2 separate regions of the Pan troglodytes genome follow, and region 1 is linked to region 2. A link is a contact called in public HiChIP or PLAC-seq data. All regions are on one chromosome and are shown on one strand. The core of a region is the stretch at or near the end of the contact, and the rest is flanking DNA. Distances in the headings are between cores, read along the strand shown. Region 1 overlaps ARID1B (AT-rich interaction domain 1B). Region 2 overlaps ARID1B (AT-rich interaction domain 1B).

What was found. HiChIP or PLAC-seq counts read pairs in DNA pulled down with a chosen protein or histone mark.
Region 1: an H3K4me3 HiChIP or PLAC-seq map of stem cell-derived excitatory neurons shows a contact between it and region 2, with 4 times the contacts expected there. The contact joins two enhancer-like sites. A contact is called at or near these places in 1 of 7 Hi-C or Micro-C datasets (stem cell-derived neural progenitor cells) and 1 of 1 datasets of contacts at active chromatin or transcription factors (stem cell-derived excitatory neurons).

Annotation. Positions count from the first base shown.
Region 1 is chr5:168,988,347-168,993,190 of NHGRI_mPanTro3-v2.0_pri, forward strand. The region is part of intron 4 of ARID1B (AT-rich interaction domain 1B); the gene reads left to right. Among named protein-coding and RNA genes, the nearest start is that of ARID1B, 240 kb to the left of the region's middle. Within about 2 kb of position 2,910, at least 23 of the 24 cell types and tissues checked have an H3K27ac peak or open chromatin away from gene starts, as enhancers often do. A contact at or near this core is called in stem cell-derived excitatory neurons, where this site is marked.
Region 2 is chr5:168,758,710-168,763,468 of NHGRI_mPanTro3-v2.0_pri, forward strand. The region is part of intron 1 of ARID1B (AT-rich interaction domain 1B); the gene reads left to right. Among named protein-coding and RNA genes, the nearest start is that of ARID1B, 15 kb to the left of the region's middle. Within about 2 kb of position 1,707, at least 2 of the 24 cell types and tissues checked have an H3K27ac peak or open chromatin away from gene starts, as enhancers often do. A contact at or near this core is called in stem cell-derived excitatory neurons, where this site is marked.

The sequences.
Region 1 (4,844 bases), core at 1,660-4,159, 230 kb after region 2:
ATACAGTCTTGCTCTGTTGCCCAGGCTGGAGTGCAGTGGTACAACCTCGGCTCACTGCAACCTCTGCTTCCCAGGTTCAAGTGATTGTTCTGCCTCAGCCTCCCAACAGCTGGGACTACAGGCATGTGCCACTACACCCAGCTAATTTTTGTATTTTTAGTAGAGACAGAGTTTCACCATATTGGCCAGGCAGGTCTCGAACTCCTGACCTCATGATCCTTCCGCCTTGCCCTCCAAAAGTGCTGGGATTACAGGCGTGAGCCACCGTGCCCGGCATAACTACTTCCTTTTTATGATAAAACTCTGCTTCCTGGAGATACTTGTCAAAAATTATTACCCATCTACATGTGAGACCTTCAGGTCTCAGGCTTACTCTTCGTTTACTAATCTGAAGTTTTGGATTTCTGGCGTATGAGAATTTCTGGTTTCCAGCACATCTCTTTCATTTCTGCTTAAATTTAGTAGCTAAATTAATCTATAGCAAACTTTTCTATGGATTTTTGCAGGTGGGAAAATATACATAAATTCACAATGGATGGACCTTGTCTTCATAGAGGTTAAAAGGAAAATAAACATATATGTGATTATATATACAACAGTAAAATTCTGTCAGTCCAGTGCAGTAGTACATAAAGTGCAGTACATTCCAACCATGGGGGGTCAGGGAAGACTTGGAAGCATGACCTCAAAGGGCAAATGTACAGGGAAAGTGAAGGGATCTGTATGAATAAAGGGCTGAAAAAAAATACGGTAGGCTCAGCACAGAAATCATGACAGGGTGCTTCATATTCCAATAATGAGTTGAGGTAAGGGGTGATATCATATGGCAGATTAGGAACAGATTCTCCAAAGCCCTTTATCCCGAGGTAAGAAGTCTAGACCCAGTTCTCTTGGTCTGAGGGATATTAAGCAGAATGACATATTCAAATCTGTTATCTGAAGAGGACACTGGGGGCACTGTGAGGGAGAATAGGTTGGAAAGAGCCTGGTGTCAAGGAAACCAGTTTCACAGTATTCTAGGCTTAGGAGGAGAGATGCGAGTCTCAATTAAGGCATTGGTAATGGGAATGGAGGCTAGTCTGTATTTCAGGAATGGTCAGATGATGTTTATAGCCAGCATCTGGTAAGTGCTGATTTCATTCTCATAACAACCATCAGAGCAGACTGTCGTCATATACATGAAGAAGCTGAGGCCCAGAGATGCTAAGAAACTTGTCTAACTTCTCCAAAGCCACTGCTTGGAGGAGTTAAATTTAGTTCTGTTTAGTGTTACCTGAGTCCATGTTTCACTTCCTATTTCTCTCTAGATTTGGAGGAAAAAGCAGTTCTGAAATTGTAAAATTTCTAGCCTGGTGGCTTTTGCTTTCATTAAGGAAGGAGGGAAGAACTTGTCCATTAAATGTTGGTACTCCTGAAGGTTCTGTTTTAGGCTCTATCGTCCTTTGTGATGCCTTTTTATGATAAAACTCAGTCATCCACGCTCACTCAACTGTCATCTCATTGCCTGCGAATCCATGTTCTTTAGTCTCCTGCAACTTGTGCCATGACCTGTATTTCCTGCTGCCAGCGGGTCACCTCCGCGGATATACCACAAGCATGTCAAATTGCCGAGGACACAACCATGCCATTCATTCTTCCCACCAAGCCAAAAGAAAATCTGGGTGTATCTGGACGACTCCTGTCTTCCCCTTCATATGCAGCCATTATGTTTCTAGAACTAGAACCATCTGAAAATCTTAAGTACTTTAGGGTTTTTTCGCCCCCTGCCTTTCTCTTTTAGCAAAGATAAATAAAGAGTGAAACAAACTGGCACAACTTGGAGGATGAAGAAGTAGCAAAAGACAAAGCTGTTAGAGGGATAGGAGAAAGTCATTTCAGGAAGGAGGGAATAGACATAACAAGCACATTTGCCTTTCAGGAAATGTTTTATTAAGGAAAATTAATAATATTTAGAAAATAAATTGGATGGAAATAAATTTTTAACATTCCTTCTGTGATGAAGAACTGACCTAAAATGTAGTTAGTTCTTTATTCTTGCTTTTTAACCTTGTAGATAACATCATTTTATGTTAGTCATTTACCCCCATACAAGTTGAGCACTCTGTAAGGGATGTAATTTAAACATGTCTCAAAACCAAAAACCAGTCCATGGGCAGATCTTTTTATTGCGATAATATATAACTACATAACTGTAAATTGGAACCTAAAAATATATATTTAATATGAAATTATTATTTTTTAATTAACCCAAACTTTAACTTTTTAATAAGGGGTTGTGTTTGAATGCTTTAGCCACTAGGCATGTGTTTTTCTTTCTGATGCTGTTGGAGCTATAAATAGTAGGTAGAACTGAATGAGATGGCATCACATAAACAACAGCCTAGCTTGGTCATTTCTCCTACTCAGATCGCGAGTCAAAATATTAAACAGTGGTGGTTTCAAACTATATGTAATTTCCTCAAAATTATGCTTCTCTAATATTTTTTCCATCGCTTTTTCCTCACCAAAGATTTGTTACCTCTCCCCTTATATAACTCTTGGTCATAACTCAATAAATTATTTTTTTAAGGAGTGGTACGTGAGTTTATGCTGTACGTGGTTTCTTTGGCTGATCTACTTGAGTCCTTAATTTTCTTACAAAAAGGAACCTGGAACTTGTGGCTAGAAACGATACATTCTTACAATATTAATGGCCGAAGGAACGTTGCTTCTTTGCAGAACTCGATAAAGAAATGAGAAATTCGGGGACCCGGAAACTTTTAGCGCTTGCCCTGAACAGCGGCCCGGAATCTCCCGCCCACCCGTCCCTGCCCGGATGCCTGCGCGGCGGCGGCGTCCTTCCCTCCTCGGCTGCGCTTTTACTCTTGGCCAGGGCCCGCTTGGGAGGGGGATTTTAGAGACAGGGTGTGAAGGACGCAGGACCGCTTTCAGGCCGCCAGCTCTCTCAGGCCTCGCTTTCCGGTCCTCACTGCGCGTCCACACCTCGCCTTGGTTTCTTTTGTTTTATTCAAGCCCCGGCCCCGCGGTACAGCGGGGAGACTCGCCCGCGCCCACGGAAGAAGCCCAACTCCTCCGAAGGGAGAACCAGTGATTCCACGGACCCCGGAATCCCCCGGGAGTGGGACCACCAGGCTCCGGGCGGAATTAACCCTGCCGCGGAGGCGCTGGCGAGGATGAGGGCGGCGAGCGCGGAGGGGACCGAGTCACACAGCAGCCCGGCGGCCTCTGCCGGCAGGCCCCGCTCGCTCCTTTCGGCCCGACCCGGGCGGGGGTTCCGGCGCCGCCCTCCCTACCCCGCACGTAGGCTCGTGGGGGCGGGGACAGGGGGACGAAAACAACCGCGTCCTCAGCCTGACTGAACAGGCTCGGACTCCTCCGACGGCGCCGCGCCGCGCACAGATGAGCCTTTGTGGGACCCCGCGGAGGGAGGCGCCGGCCGCAGCCACATTCCCTTCCGGGCGAGCGCAGGCTCCTCCTGGAGGCGGGAGGCGGCGGCCGCTCGCACAGCGTGTTTTCTAAAGTTTCTGCTGACACAGCTTCGCGTACACATGAGCCGGCGCGGCCAGACTCACGCAGGCACCGAGTGTTTCCCCTGCGCCGTCTCGCGCCGCCGCCCCCCTACCTCGCCGCGCGCCCCTAACCTCGGCGTCCCGCGTGGCGCGCCCAGCGCTTAAGGTTTTATTTTTCCCCTACTTCCTTTGGTGCATCTCTTTCCCCCTCTCAAAACCACCACCCAAACTTAAAGGCTGGATGAGTTGGAACCCGTTCGCGTAATTAAAACGAGTGGCTGACGGTGGAAAAGCCAGGAACTACAGACGAAGGACGCCAGCAGGGCCGCGGAGCCCAGGCCGCCAAGAACAGGGCGGGGAGGCGGGGCGGGGCCGCGGAAGGGGGCGAGGTGGAGGGGCGGGGCCGGCGGGAGGTGGGCGGGGCGAGGCTGGCAGGCCGCCGCCATTGGCTGTTACCCGACGCACCGAGGCTGGGCGGCTTAGCCAGGCACTTGGATTCTATTTGTGTAATAGCTGCTTCTTGGAGCCAAGTGCATGCTCATCAACCTTCCTTGCTGGGAAAACCAACTCACAGCATTTTTTTAAAAGCCGAGAAACGCCTAGGCTTGTAAAGTTTCATCTCCTGCCTGTGCTTTCCTGTTCTTAATTAAATGCTGAAGAGTCTTGTCGGGATATTACTTTTCATCCTGTCTCTGCCATGGAGACTTTGGGATCACTGGGTGGTCTCTTGGTCACTTGCAGGTGTTTTAGGTAGGATGTTGCAATCTGCAATCTAGGAACATTTGACGACTTTTTCAAATAAGCTAAACAACACATGAAACTATAGTAGATTAACCAAGACATGCATTTAATCCAACTAGTAGCAATCAGCGACGGCCACTTTGGTTTTACACTTTTTGTTCACTCTGTGGACTATATAATTTGACCATACATTCTAATTTATTGTTGATAATTCTTATGCAGATAACTTATAACTTGTTATGTGTGTATTTTTATCAGACTCAAAGCAACTTAATTTTGGAATTCTGCAAATTTAATTGATGATCCATTATAACAACGTAGGGTTAGGGTTAGGGTCAGTTTTCGGTGTTGATGTAGAGACAGAATCCAAAAGTATTTTGAAATGTTTAAGAGAAATGGCCTCGAAGAGTTCTGAATATTAACATTCTTCTGTTTGTTTTTATGCCTTGTAGTGTTTACCGCACGTGTGAATATGCATAGAAATTTTCATGTAGCAATTTCTGTGTTTGTGATCTGTATACAGATTTTATAAAAATAATAGCAGGGACATTTCTGACTTTGATCATTGTTGTTAACTGATGACATTTGCCAGTT
Region 2 (4,759 bases), core at 457-2,956:
TGAGTTAGAGGCAATTCTCTATTAGTTAATTTAACAAGTTACTTAGCAGCCTATCGGTCTTTCAGAGCAAATAGGTTTATATTTGAAGCTTAGTTCTAATCCATACCATGGCAGTTTTCAAATTTCCTGATATGTTTTTACCTTGTCCAGTGTTAGGAAAAGTAAGTTATTGAGCAATTCTAAAATGTTTACTGTAGTTTGCCTGTTTTTTAAGCAGTCATATTTTTAACTGGTGAGGAAATAAATTCAGAAGATTTATAATTGAAGAATTTAATTTTCCTACCATCAGTAAACATTTAGTGACGTTGGTGTAGGGGCACTGTACCACAGAAGTAGATATCCAGAAAATATTTGTAAATTGTTAAACATTGTATTAATTGTTGAGCATAGAGTGATGTCCTTAGATTACTGAATAAACAGTGGTGATTAAATTAATTAAGATAGTTTGTGGGGTGTTTAAATTTTACTTAGTATTCCATTTAATTAGAAATACAGACAATAACTCTGGCCTCATAAGCAATCTGAATTTTGAGTTGAAGGAAATGGGTGTCTGGCAGACAATTTCCAAATTGGTAAAATGGATCTTTTGCTTCTACTTTATTTTCTTCATGTATTAAACAAGTATTTATTATTGTTGACTGTTGGAAAATTTTAAAAATTACAGTCATACTTTTTATGACTTTGCTGGGTGTGGAAATCATCCCTTTCCCCCCATCTTAGTGCCAACTGCCTTTAACCTGAATTGGCTGATGCAGAACGCATTTCAGGAAGGCGCCATGCATACAGGAGGCAGAGACATGCCCTCTGCAATCCTGACTTTTCCTCTTTCACCCATGTCTATTGTATATGGCAAGACTCTGTCCTTCCTCCTCCACTCTGATATTGGTCGGAGACACAAGCACTTAGAAGCACCAGCTTCTGAAGAGGGAAATTGAAAGGTAAGCAGTTTTGTGTTTTATCTTTTATTGTGCATTAAGTTTCTGTAATTTTCCTTATTGCTATATTATTAGTGAGAAAGAGAAGAATAGAGAAAGATGGAGAAGATGAATTTTATTTAAGACAGTTATATTTGGATAACTTAAAAAAATATGCTTTTTTAGTCTAAATACCCTTTCCCAGTCTAAGTAGTTTCATGCTTCATGGAAAAACTAATGCAAAGAAGTTGTAATCAGCTGTTAAGATATTTGAGCCAACTGGCTGTCAATATGTTGAAGTTTTATTCTTGGTGCATCCACAAATTCCATATAAATGTATTTTATGCAGAGGAAGGTGTACTAGCATGGCTAAACTGGTAAAGCTGAAATCTGGATTTGATTTGCATATGTGGTATTTTTCAGAGACTCTCAAACTTTCACACATGAAATAAACGAGGTAATGTGTATGGCATCACATGATCAAAATATTTTTCCCCTTGCTGCTGCCAGAAGCTATCTATTGCTTTTCAACAGTCTCACTTGTTGGGCATCATGCCAAGATGTTTAAGACAACCCCTTACGTGAGCTGTTCCATTCTTAACCTCTTTGACTGAAGTGCCGTGACCTTCACATATGTAGATTAGCCATGTGCTCTGTGAATTGAAACTTGCTGCCTCAGGAAGAAAAGGGTTTTTCTTTTTATTCCACTGGGAATTTGACGGCCATTCATCCCTGACCTGGGCAGAGGTAATGCAAGGAAATTGGATTCAAACGGAACACGGACAGATAACACAGGGAGGCAGTCAGCGTGTACAGGCAGGCAAGCTTTCTACCTGGTCCAGGGTGAAAATACCCACCGTCTGTTCACAATGTGCTGATGTGCAGGATCCGAAGAGCAACTGACAGATGGAGATAGAGAGATAAATGTAGGAATTCTGGAACCGTGTCCTTTTAAAAAAGGACATTGTTATTATGGGCATTGCTAATTCGTTTTGACTCTCCTCTTTCTCTTCCTTTCCAAACTATATTTTTGAAATCTTTGAATTTTTGTTTATTTCCTAATGCTAGGAATTAAATACTTTTGACATAGTGGACAATTTAGATGAGTCTTTCAAAAGCAGAAATCTTTAAAAAAAGGAGAGATGAATGTATGACCTGTATCTGGAATTTTGAAATGAATTGATACTTAGAACTTTACTCATATGAGAGTTATTAAGCTTTGTAATAGCTGAGTATTTTTATTATAGCACTGTTATTTATGGCTCTTCTAAGTCTTTCTCTAAACCTACATTTCTTTATTTGAGAGGCAAGAATGAGAAGCAGCATATCCATAAGAGTTTTGCCAATCACTCCTGACTAGAATGACAAGCTGATTTCATGTTTCCCCAAGTATCAGTCCTATGCAGCCCACCCTTTTTAAAAAACCATGCAAGGCCGGGCCCAGTGGTTCAACACCTGTAATCCTAGCTCTTTGGGAAGCTGAGGTAGGAGAAGTGCTTGAGGCCAGGAGTCCAAGACCAGCCTGGGCAACATAGACTCATCATAGTGTAATGATGAATAAAAGTAATTAATAGCACATTTTTGGATTTTTATTAGACAAAGCTAGTTTTAAAGAACATTTATCTTTGCCTTGTTAATAAACATACTTGCAGTTAGTGTAAAATTCAGTATAAATAATAGTCATGGTGCTTGAGTAGGCTGATAGGACGAGATGCATAAGGAAGGTTGTTGTTATAAGAATAATAGGTCTGAAGTGGTACTCCAGCTAGTGTCTTAGCAAAAGGAGGGGTGCTTAGGGCAGTCTGAAATTTATGAGTGCTTTTGTATAGCTTTCAAAGCTGAGCTTTTCCTGTGTACATTAGGGTTTATGAAATATCGTGGGTCAGAGCATCCGTTACAGGCGCTGTGGGAGCTGTCATAGATACCTGGCTCTTTCCGTGGGTGTAAAATAGGTTTAGTCCTTAGGATGTCTGTGTAGGGAATGTGCTTAATGGATATGATAGACTATGGGGGAAGCAGAATTATCCTTTTATCCGAGGATGACTTGTTTCTTTTTCAAATGAGGACAATGAAAAAAAAATTGGGGGAAGTATCTTATCACAGTCTTGTAGAATGTGGGGGCTTTCGTGGACTGCAGTTCGCATGGCAGGCATAAGGAGCGCTAATCCAGTGATGACAGCATCTTTATGCCTACCTGGGAAGATGCAGCAGCCAGCACAGCCCTAATATCAGATTAATACCGGGGTGGGGGCATGAGGCATGGCTGGCACCTGAGAAGGCAAAAGGGAATTCTGTGATTGGAGAAGAAGCAAGGCAGGTGTGTCATTAAGGTCAGGATGGCCAAGTGGAGAGTGGTCCTCCTGGTGCACACAGTGAAGGAGAGCAGCCAGCTGGGTGCAGAGGAGGCAGCAGAAATGTCAGGGTGTCCGTGAGTCAGCAGCTGAGCATTGTGGGATTTTTTTTCCTTTTCTTTGAGACGGGGTCTTACTCTGTTGCCCAGGCTAGTGGGCAGCGGTGCGGTCATGGCTCGACTTTCTGGGCTTAAGCAATCCTCCCAGCTCAGCCTCGTGAGTATCTGGGACTACAGGCACATGCCACCATGCCTGCCTACTTTTCAAAATTTTTGCAGAGATGGGGTCTCACTGTGTTGCCCGGGCTGGTCTTGGACTCCTGGCCTCAAGCAGTTCTCCTGCCTCAGCTTCCCGAAGAGCTAGGATTATAGGTGTTGAACCACTGGGCCCGGCCTTGCATGGTTTTTCAAAAAGGGTGGGCTGCATAGGACTGATACTTGGGGGAACATGAAATCAGCCTGTCGTTCTAGTCAGGAGTGACTGGCAAAACTCTTACAGATATGCTGCTTCTCATTCTTGCCTCTCAAATAAAGAAATGTAGGTTTAGAGAAAGACTTAGAAGAGCCATAAATAACAGTGCTATAATAAAAAGCAATAGTAATAGTAATAATGACTACCATTAATGCACTCCTAGTATGTGTGCCAAGGCACATTGCACATATTATCTGCAATCCTTTCAACAGTCTTGCAAAAGCATCATCATTATCTCTATTTTATAGACAAGTAAACTGGTAGAATTTAGAAATTTGTTCAATAACCTGGTTTTTCTGGTGCTAAAGCCTACATTCTTTCCACTAAACTAGTGGTTTTCAAACCCAGTTGTGCTTCAGAATCACCTAGGGAAGTAACCCCTGCCCCCAGGAACTCAGATGCCATCAGGCTCTGGAGTGGCCTGGAAGCCCACCTTTCTGTCTCTCACAAGGGCCACTGAAGAGCAAGTGGTAACATTTAAAAAAAAAGACTTCTTTTTTGTTATTGCTAAGACATGTAAAATTGCATTCTTTTTTTTTTCTTTTCTTTTTTTGGAGACAGAGTCTTGCTCTGTCGCTCAGCCTAGAGTGCTGTGGCATGATCATAGCTCACTGCAACCTTGAATTCCTGGGCCCAAGCAATCCTCTCACCACAGCCTTCTGAGTAGCTGGGACCACAGGCGCATGCTACAATGCCCAGCTAATTTTTAAATTCTTTGTAGAGATGGGGGTCTTGTTGTGTTGCCCAGGCTGGTCTCTTTACATTCTGGGCGGCTCAAGCGATCCTCCTGCCTTGGCCTGGGAGGCCTGGGAGTCTGGGCGTAGTCATTCACATGAACCATGGAGCCTGGCACATTCTTTTTTTTTTTTTTTTTTTTTTTGAGACAATTTCACATCATCACCCAGGCTGGAGTGCAGTGGTGCGATCTTGGTTCACTGATCGCAACCTCTCTGTCTTGGGCTCAAGTGACTCCCACCTCAGCCTCCCAAGTAGCTGGAGTTAAGGCACGCACCACCACACCTG